Linked DNA regions of Mus musculus: region 1 is linked to region 2. The links are chromatin contacts, called in public HiChIP or PLAC-seq maps. All regions are on one chromosome and are shown on one strand. The core of a region is the stretch at or near the end of the contact, and the rest is flanking DNA. Distances in the headings are between cores, read along the strand shown.

Region 1 (4,955 bases), core at 1,506-4,005, 38 kb after region 2:
GTTGGGATTAAGCCATGCTTCCAGAAAACCAAAAATATTTTTTAAATTTAAACCAAAGAATCTTCAAAATATAGTGGTCTCAGGACATACTGTTTCTGATTAACCTTCTGCGATATTCAGCTGGAAAAAAAAAATCACAAATTTAATGTGGTTCCTAAAGAGATACAGCCCTGCTAAATATTCTTTGCTATTTGAGACAGTTACAAGGAAAGTATACTGATAAATACAAAGAAATCTCCTGCAGATCTTCCTGAAATGGAAGGCCTAACTCTGGTTCTCTCACTCCACTTCTAACTGGTTTTTCAACTTCTAGCCTGAAGTCATATACTGAGAAGAGTCAGGGGCCTCCTATTACACCACTATAAAAATAATTATAAAGATACTTGAAAGTTGTGGTAGAAAGGGGGGAAAAGAAAAGAAAACAAAAAATAAAGATCGTGACTCCAGAGAAACTGCAACATCGGAGACCACAAAACCAATGTCATTTCACCAAGACAGACTACATACACACACAAAAAAAAAACCACTTCAAACTACTTACTATAAGCAGAGATTCCCAAACAACAGAGTGAGGGTAGGGATATGTACAGGTTAGCTTTTTGTGTGTGCTTGGGTAAGTGCGCCTGTGCACATGGAGGCCAAATGTCAAATGTTTCTTCCTCAATCTTACTACCACATTTTTTGAGACAAGGTCTCTCACTCTAGAGTTTGCCAATTCAGCTAGGTTGGCTGGCTGGCCCACAAGCCCCAGAGATGACAGGAGTTAGCCATAATGCCTGATTTTTTAATGTGGATGCTAGAGATACAAACTTGAGTCTTAATGCTAACATGGCAAACACTTTACCACACAGGCCATCTTCCTAGTCTTTGGGTTAGTTTAAATACAAAACATTAATAATCCATCTATGAAATCTTGGGACAGAAGGAACTCCAAATTAAGTCACACCGCTTCACATTTTCCCAGGCCCTTGGTTAAAGGGATGGATACACCCCTTATGTGAAACCACCTGCTCTGGTTGGCATAAACCAGGCTACATGACAACTCATGCCTAATCATTTTATCATACACACATCTCAAATCCTTCTGTTGCCAGAGAACCACAAAGTTCACAAAAAACTCTCTCAGAGGCTGCCAACCTGATCTTCCAACTTGGCTTCCAACTAAACTACTGTGCTACCCACAGTGAATGAGACAGACCCGCTCACTCCCTTACAATAAGTCAAGCACTCAGAGCTCTGAAAGAAAGCATGGTGTCTGTCCAGACTTTTCCAAAAGCACCATAAGCAGATCCCCATGGAGTATGCCAATATGAGGGCCTACTGGCATGGTATTCTTATATACCATTTGGGAAATAATCAAATCCTAGGCAAAATATTTCAGACACTCTTGAAAACTGTCAATATTTAAAATATCTATTTTCTCTGTTCATGGATCTGTTACAGCAGAAATGAACAGTTTCTTGAGGGGTGGCAAAAAAGGCACAAACAAGCCCCGGAGAAAGATGCTCAGAGATGCCAGAGACTCTCTAGAAACCTTGGCCAGATTACTAATGGTCTATAAAGCCTAATTTGGAGAACACGGGCCTACGAGCTCAAAATTGAATTATACTGCCTTATTAGATCCCACACTCGTGAAACCACAGTCATATTAGTCATAACTGAAACTAGGAATACTCTATGTACACAAATATAAAGTGCATGCTTATGCATTTTTAATTGGATCAAATAAAACTGAAGCTGCAAACAAACTCACATTTCAATTATCTCACTAGTGCGGGGATTTCCTAATAACCTCGTTTTAAAACCCAAGGAGCTGCCAACCCCTCTCCACATCTGACAGGCATGGTCCCTGGAAATTTTAGGAAGGACATTCCTCCGTTACTTCTCAACAGAGAAGAGAAATAAATACCCTGAAGGAAACAGATTTTTTTCTTTTTTTTTTTTTCATATTCCCTCTCTCTAATTTCTTTGCAAGCTCTAACATGCAATCTAATAACGCACCAAACTTGGCAGCGGGGTAGCTTGGTGGCTTGGAGTCTTGAGGGCTCAAATTTTCGGGGGCGAGTGCGCGTTAGTGCGTGAGGAGCCGGCCGGAGGGGCGCGCGACCCGGGGACGCGCCGGGGCCCCCGCCCCCTCCCGGAGCAGCAGCCTGGCACCGGCCCACCCTCCTCCACCCCTGCAAACAGACGCAGGACGCGGAGCGGAGCAACTTCTCCGCGGGGGCGGTAGCGGCTGGCGGGCGCGGGGGTGGCCCTCACGCGCCGTGGGCCGCCGGGGTCCCCTGGGAAGCCTTGGCAGGCCCCGCCCCGCCGCAAAGGCCCGCGCTTGGGGTCTGAAGCAGGACCCCAAGCCTGGGCGCGTGGCCCCGCAGTGGCGCTCTCCCAAGGACGGAGGGCGGGCGGCCAGAGCGCGCGGCAGCCGGGAGGGGCGGACGCCAAACCCCTCGCCTCAGGCCTCGGGGCCCTCGGCCTGGCCGAACGCCCGCGGCCGCGCTCGGACCCCTGCCCGGCCGGGCCTCGCGCCGCCGCGGCCCCTCAGCCCCGCTCCATTCATAGGGCAGCCCCATCCCGGCCAGCGGGGCGGAGACAGGGTCCCCGCGGGCAAGCCCAGCTTGTCGGGGCCAGGCAGGAAAATAAAAAGTTAAGAGAAGAACTTACCTAAAATGGCTCCTGCAGCAGCCAAAATACAAACAGCTATTATTTGGTGAAGTTTAGCTCAGACACCCTGCAAGGACACCCTAACCCAGCTTGGGCCCGCCTTCCCTGCCGCGCTATTGGGTTTCGCCTGCCCAAAACACAGGTTCATTGGTCGTGTGGGCTGCCGATCAGACAGAAGCCCGTTTCAAGCTTGCTTGCAGGAGCGAGTGATGGGCTTGCTCCATTGTGCTCGTATTTGCATGGATGTGATCGCAGCGGTGATTGGTCGATGTCGGAGCCGCTCCGCCTCCCAGCCTAGATCTCCCCGCCTTGCAGACAGCGCAGCTCCCGGCCCGCCCCCCCGGAATGAAGCGGCCGGGCCGCGGGGGCGGGGCGGGGCTGGGGTCCCGCAGGCGGAGGGGGCGGGGCGGGGTGCTGCGCTCTGTTTTGCAAGCAGGGGGCGAGGACCTGGGCGCTGGCCCGCGGCTGGGGCTCAACCTGCAGGTGGAGGTCTCGCAGGTAGTGGGCAAGCAAGCTGGAAAACCCGGGATTGGCTCTCCGGAGGTGGGAGAAGATGTACTGGGGTCCCACGACGTGAGCGCCCCGCCGGCGCCCAGATCCTGCAACGCGCACTCGAGGAGAGGTGAAGGTCCCAACGGACAGGAAAAAGAAGATGCTGAGAGGCCGAGGGAAGCGAGGAGCCGGGTCGTCAGTCTCCAGCTGCTTATACTGCAGATCCGCCTGGCTCCCTAGCATACTAGGAACGTCTTCCCAGGGCCCTGCACACCCCGGGAGTTTTCCAGCCCTGAGGATCCTGCAGCGCATTGGATATGCTTCAGTAACATCAGGAGTGGAACCATGGTGTGTTTATTTTCGGGCCTATCTCCACTACCATCCTTGTAGCATCCTCAAGGACAGGGCCTAGCATATGACAGAGATTCAACCAATTGTTGTCTTCCGTAATTCGTTTTTTAGCAGCTAATTTTTAAGTGCCCACTAAATACCTGACATTGATCTGAGACGGAGGATGTAGCGGTCAATAGGACAAAGCCCTTGCACTCACCGAACAGGCAAAGGAAAAGCAATAAATAAAATAAATAAATGAACACAGAGGCAGGTAGTGATAAATGCCATAAAGAAAACAGATGGCGGGAGGAAGGACATCAGACCAGAGATGGGGGAGGAACAATTAGGGCAAGGAGGAATTTAGAGCCTATCCTGCCTAGCTAAATATTCCTCATAGCATCCTCCCTACTCTGGGACCTGGTGATCACTTTTCCTCTTCACTCCTGCCTGTCCCATCTGGAGTGTTTCCCCAGTGAATACTTAAATAAAAGAAGAAGAAAAAAAAGTCCAAAACTGGCTGGACTCTGACTTTAAAAGCTCACTTTATCTTAATTAAAGCAGGAATGATCTGAGTCTGATGACTCCAAGAGCAGTTTGTCAGAATTGTTTAGGATGAGGGTGGTATGAGTGTGTCAAGGGTAATCACAATGTTAACAGAGCCTTCCTGTACTCCCTAAGAGAATATGTTTAGCTTCTTAGAAGTCCTGGTTGTCTTATGTCTTTCAGCCAATGGCCCTAATTCTCTTCTGGGTCCTGCTTCTTGTACTAGCTAGTTTTATGCCAACTTGACACAAACTAGAGTCATCAGAGGAGGGAGCCTTGATCAGACTATAGGTAAGCCAGTAGGGCATATTTTTAAATGATTCATGGGGGAGGGCCCAGCCCATTGTGGGCAGTGCCACTCCTAGGCTGGTGGTCCTGGGATCTATAAGAAAACAAGCTGACCAAGTCATAAGGAGCAAGCTAGTAAGCAGCACCCGTCCATGGCCTCTCTATCAGCCCCTGCCTTCTGATTCCTACCCCTTGTGAGTTCCTGCCCTCTCTGCTTTTGGTGAGAAGTGTTACATGGGGCTGTGAGAAACAAAACCCTTTCCTCCTCAAGTTGCTTTTGATCATGGTGTTTCATCACAGTAACAGTAATCCTAGCTAAGGCACTTCTTCATTTCTTGGACTACCCCAGTAATTTGTCTAGTTTGAAAGTGCACATCACATAGCTGTCTCACCTGCCACCTTTTTCCATTTGTTTCAAGGATGGCCACAATGTGTCACAGCCCAAACTTTCTCCTCTTTCCATCTTTCCTTAGCTATTAAGTATCAGCTATGTCTGTAGGTATTGTTTTTATAGATACAAAGATAGAGTATTAAGGCAGACAGCATCCTGGTTCAAAGGGAGGCTTGCAGTCTGGAGACAAGACAGAGAGAAGTACATCCCAAGAATCGCCAATCCTGCCAAGCTGGTAGCTAACTGTCCT
Region 2 (5,470 bases), core at 1,230-3,729:
CTGAGAGAGGCATAGCTAAGAACTTCTGGCATCCCTCCTGCTGACTTGAGCCGAGGCTGAGGGCTGGCTATTTCTGCTAGGTGGTGCCACTGCTGCTGATTCGTGTTTGGTATCCCGACTCTACTGAACTGAACTGCTGGTGTGAAGTGTTTGCCACTGCTAACCTGTGAACTGAACTGCTGATTTCCAGACAACATAGACGGGAGGAGTTGCTCCAAAGAACTATTTCTAAACAGGTCCACCTCTGGTGGGTGATAGGCTACAAGGGAAGTTAAAGCATTTTAGAATCATCATTAAAAATAAGTTTTGATAATAGCCCATTTGAAATATGGGTTTGAAAGAACCCAGATATCCCTCAACAAAGGAATGGATACAGAAAATATGGTACATTTATTTACACAATGGAGTACTACTCAGCAATTTAAAACAATGAATTTATGAAATTCTTAGGCAAATGGATGGATCTGGAGGATATCATCCTGAGTGAGGTAACCCAATCACAAAAGAACTCACTTGACATGCACTCACTGATAAGTAGATATTAGCCCAGAAACTTAAGACTACCCAAGATACAATTTGCAAAACACATGAAACTCAAGTTCAGAGCTAAGACGGAAGGAAAGACCATCCAGAGACTGCTTCACCTGGGGGATCCGTCCCATATACAACCACCAAACTCAGACACTATTGCATATGCCAGCAAGATTTTGCTGACAGGACCCTGATATAGCTATCTCTTGTGAGGCTATGCCAGTGCCTGGCAAATACATGCTCACAGTGGATGTTCTGTTTAGTTGGTATCCATCCTCTATTGGATGGAACACAAGGCCCCTAAAGAAGGAGCTAGAGAAAGTACCCAAGAAGCTAAAGGGGTCGGCAACCCTATAGGAGGATCAACAATATGAACTAACCAGTACCCCCAGAGCTTGTGTCTCTAGCTGCATATGTAGCAGAGGATGGCCTAGTCGGCCATTATTGGGAGGAGAGGCCCTTGGTCTTGCAAAGATCAAATGTCCCAGTACAGGGGAATGCCAGGGCCAGGAAGTGGGAGTGGGTAGGTAAGGGAGCAGGGTGGGGGGAGGGTATAGGGGACTTTCGGGATAGCATTTGAAATGTAAATGAAGAAAATATCTAATAAAAAATGAAAAAAAGAGTTTTGAAATAAATTAAAGTTTCAGACCATGGACATCAACATGCCCTTGGGAGTAACATGGATCACAGAGATAAAGGTAGAGCCCCTTAAATGCAGAGCAGAGTCCTGCACAAGCAACATGTCATGTAGTCCATATCTATTGAATTACCATCATTTCCCATCCCAAATCCAATAATATCAAACAGGAACTGGCCACCCAGCATCCTTCCTTATATGGCATCTGAGCCTGGGTCATGTTCTCTGCCTCCCCCAAACCCCATCACTGTCTCAGTGACCCCCTCACCTCTGGGAAACATCTAAATGAGTGGTGTGTTCTAAGATGTTCGTGTCCAAAAATGCTCCTCTTGATGTTGCATTGGCTAGGGAAGCACGAGTTGAAGGGCAGTCTCCTTGGACTTTCAGAGCATCGCTCCACGGTCCTACTCCTCCTACCACGTCTGTTAAGATCTAAGCTGTCCTCACTCCTGGTCATTTACAGGGGCATCTCTTCCCTCTTGAAAGCCTTCAAAAGCATTTTTTTTTTCACAATAATATGCCTCGAAACTATTTCTCCTACAATGTTGGTACATTCTTTTACAATCTAGGTCCTTTCTACTAGAAAGATCTTGTATTATTTCTTCCTAATCCCCTCCCTACTGTTCTCTTTTTATAGAATGCCTGCTCTGTATATGAATGGTGGGCCTTCCAATTCCAAGGCACACTTCTAATTTGTTTTTATTTATATTCATTCTTATATTCCTCTCCCTTGAGCCTTGCTTTATTTCTGGAAAAATTTCTTCAATTTTATAATTTTTCTTTAGTAGCTGATTTTTAAACATTCAGTAATACATTTTGTGCCACTTAACCAACAGTAAAAGGGTGCTCAGATGACAAGCAGTCACTCTTTTCTTTCAAAGATAGCCATATGATCTAGTGAACTGTTTTTGTCAACTATAACATATCCAAACTGAAGGCTTTTCTGCTTTAAAGGTTTCCTTATACGTGATCTATGGGTGAGAAGTCATATTTTGTATTAAAGGTAGCTCAGTTCCAAATACACTGCAGGGCTTGAACACAATCTGTGAGTATACTGGGATTAACTGTCTTGTACATGTTACATCCCAAGCCCTTGAGTATAGAGGCTCACTATGCAGCCAGTGCTGAACCATAACTCCCACCACACTGGGCCTTCCACTTCCCTTGATGGGAATGGACATCGGTATTTTACAAGCTCTATCATTAGCTCCACCTATTAGAATGTATGATTTGTATATTAGACCTTCTTGTGCATAACTCAGGCAGATCTTTGATGTTCTTTTCTACCTGCCAGAGATAGGATTAAATCCCTGACTAGTCAGCACCTAGAGGACTAAAAGCTGAGCAACAGGAAAAACACACCTGTCACTGCTGTTACATGCATTCAGTAAATCAATAAAAACATTAATGTCATACAAGGATTTATCACAAGTGAATTAAGGAGGAGATATCACTGAATGAGAAACTTCTGAGGCTTAGACTAAAAATCTACCTCTTCTATGTATTAGTCACTTGTGAGGAACCATTGGTGCTATCCCCATTTCCAAACTGCAACAGCCCTTGAAGGAAAAAATATACTATTATCACCAACATTAACTTAAAAGTCCACTTTTTAAGGGCTGGAGAGATAGCTGAGCAGTTAAGAGTACTCACTGTTCTTATAGAGGATCCAAGTTCAGTTCCCAAGCACCCTCACTGGGTGACTAAAATCGCCTTTGACTCCAACTCCAGAGAAATACTCTGCAGGCACCTACACTCGTGTGTACATAGCAAACATAGACATGCATACATACAAATAATTAAAATAAATCTTAAAAAAAGTATTCAAAACATTCCATGTTTAGAATAACAGCTTTGCTCTCCTGCAGGTAGGTATGTAAGCACAAAGAGTCACAATTTTAATCCTTGTCCATGGGAAGAAATAAGCGGCAATAAAGACAGAAACAGGGCCAATCAAGGTTACCTGGAAACTCTTGTCACTGGACTTATGAACTAGATAAGAGGCAGGCCAACTGTGATTACAAGGTTTTTCTAATTAGATCAATGTCCTCAGACTTTTTAATTACTACTGACTTTATCCAATGTCTTCTGCTGCTAGAATTCTTTTCTATAATCTTGATGTGACCCAAGTGTATAGAAATTTTTCAGAAATGTCAGACACAACACAGTACATAGAAACATTTCAGTAATGTTACATTCATATAATCAGAAGTAAATGCAGCATACCTGTGTGCACATAGCCAAATGTTTTTATTTTTTATTACGTGTATGGCTATGTACATGTGAATACAGGTGCCCACAGAGGTCAGAGGAGGCTTCAGATCCCTTGGAGCTGGAGTTACAGATTCTGAAACCCCAGATATCACTAGCATAGGCAGCAGCAGCTCATGCCCTTCCTGAGCTATCAAAAGTCGCATCAGGGCTTTTGCTTCCTTCCTGTCTTTGTACCCTATGCTATAATGTCAACCGGTAACAACCAGGAATGAACATGTTTGTACACAGAACTGAAGCAAACAGTTCACTGATAGTTAAGCCCACTCAATAGTCAAAGTTGTGAAAATTCATGTGATAATCCCACATGGAAAGACAAAGGGTTTCACAAATATCACTCTACAGTCGGCCTCAGAAGGACCCACCAATAAGACATGGTATCTTGTCTCCTAGCACTTTATTGCCAGCAGTAGAACGGTAACATCTACAGATTTGGGAGTGAAGTTACCTACGTTCTGAATACCTAGATTCTGAAATCAAATTTTCATGGTTCTATTTCAATTATAGAATTTGTATAAAAAATGGAATCAGACTATGATATAGATTTTTAAAAAGTTGTTCTATTACATCAAAATAAGTCACCTACACAAGTCACCTATACAAAGTAACTTAAAATGATTTAGGGTATTTCCTCTTTGTGTTTACCATGAAAGAATAAAAAATATAAACATTGATGCAAAAATACTAAATAAAATATCCGAAGACTGAATGGAAGAACACATAAAAAAGATCATCCTCCATGATCAAGTAGGCTTCATCCCCGAGATGCAGGGATGGTTCAACATATAAAAATCAGTCAATGTAATCCACCATATAAACAAACTGAAAGAAAAAAGCCCACATGCTCATCTTATAAGATGCTGAAAGAGCCTTTAACAAAATCCAACATCCCTTCATGAAAAAAGTACTGGAAAGATTAAGAATACAAGGGTCATAGCTAAATATAGTAAAGGTAAGCCTATAACCAACACCAAATTAAATGAAGAGAAACTCAAAGCAATTCCACTAAAATCAGGAACAAGACAAAGCTGCCCATTTTCTCTATCTCTATTCAAAATAGTCCTTCAAGTTCTAGCTAGAGCAATAAGACAACTAACTAATAGAGATCAAGGGGACACAAATAGGAATGGATGAAGTCGAAGTATCGCTATTTGCAGATGATATGATAGTATACATTGGTGACCCCAAAGATCCTACCAGGGAACTCCTACAGCTAATAAACACTTTTTGCAAAGTAGCTGGATACAAGACTAACTAAAATAAAAATAAAAATAAAAATCAGCAGACCTCCTATTTACAAATGACAAACAAGTCAAGAAGCAATCAGGAAAACAACACCATTCACAATAGCCACAAATAATACAAAATGTCTTGGGTAACTCTAACCAAGCAAGTGAAAGAAAGACTTGTATGATTAAAAACTTCCAGTTCTTTAAAGGAACTTGAAGATACCAAAAGACGTTTAGATCTCTCATGTTCATGGATCAATCGTATTAACATAGTAAAAATGGCCACCCTATCAAACACAATCTATAGATTCAATACAATCCTCATCAAGATTCCAACACAATTCCTTATAGACTTTGAAAGAACAACACTTAACTTCAAATGGAGGTGGGGGGGGGAGCACAGATGAGTATAGATAGAACAATCCTGTGCAATAAAAGAACTTCCAGAGGTATTACTGATCTCAAGATTCAGAGCTACAGCTATAGAGCTGGAGTAATAAAAAACAGCTTGCTATTGGCATAAAAACAACCTGTTGATCAATGAAATCAAATAGAAGACCCAGATGTAAATCCACACACCTATGAACACATAATTCTTGATAAAGAAGCCAGACATAGACAACAGAAAAGAAGAAAGCATCTTCAGTAAGTGGTGCTGTTCTAACTGGATGTCTGCATGTAGAAGAATGCAAATAGACCCACATCTATCACCCTGCACAAAACTCAAGTCCAAGTGGATCAAAGACCTCAGCATAAAACCAGAAACACTAAATCTGATAGAATAGAAAGTGAGGAATAATAT

Evidence for each region. HiChIP or PLAC-seq counts read pairs in DNA pulled down with a chosen protein or histone mark.
Region 1: a contact with region 2 is called in an H3K4me3 HiChIP or PLAC-seq map of intestinal villus epithelium, with 7 read pairs. The contact joins the promoter of Chd6 here to the enhancer-like site in region 2. A contact is called at or near these places in 1 of 39 promoter capture datasets (macrophages), 1 of 484 Hi-C or Micro-C datasets (the HPC-7 cell line), 6 of 115 datasets of contacts at active chromatin or transcription factors (the SCID.adh cell line, embryonic fibroblasts, embryonic stem cells and 1 more) and 3 of 9 other capture datasets (adipose tissue, liver and pancreatic islet).

What each region holds. Positions count from the first base shown.
Region 1 is chr2:161,106,331-161,111,285 of GRCm38.p6, forward strand. Chd6 (chromodomain helicase DNA binding protein 6) reads right to left here and starts at 2,756. Exons shown (of 37, transcript NM_173368.3): 1 at 2,659-2,756.
Region 2 is chr2:161,068,837-161,074,306 of GRCm38.p6, forward strand. All of the region lies in intron 1 of Chd6 (chromodomain helicase DNA binding protein 6), which reads right to left. Among named protein-coding and RNA genes, the nearest start is that of Chd6, 38 kb to the right of the region's middle. Within about 2 kb of position 2,480, at least 4 of the 459 cell types and tissues checked have an H3K27ac peak or open chromatin away from gene starts, as enhancers often do. A contact at or near this core is called in intestinal villus epithelium, where this site is marked.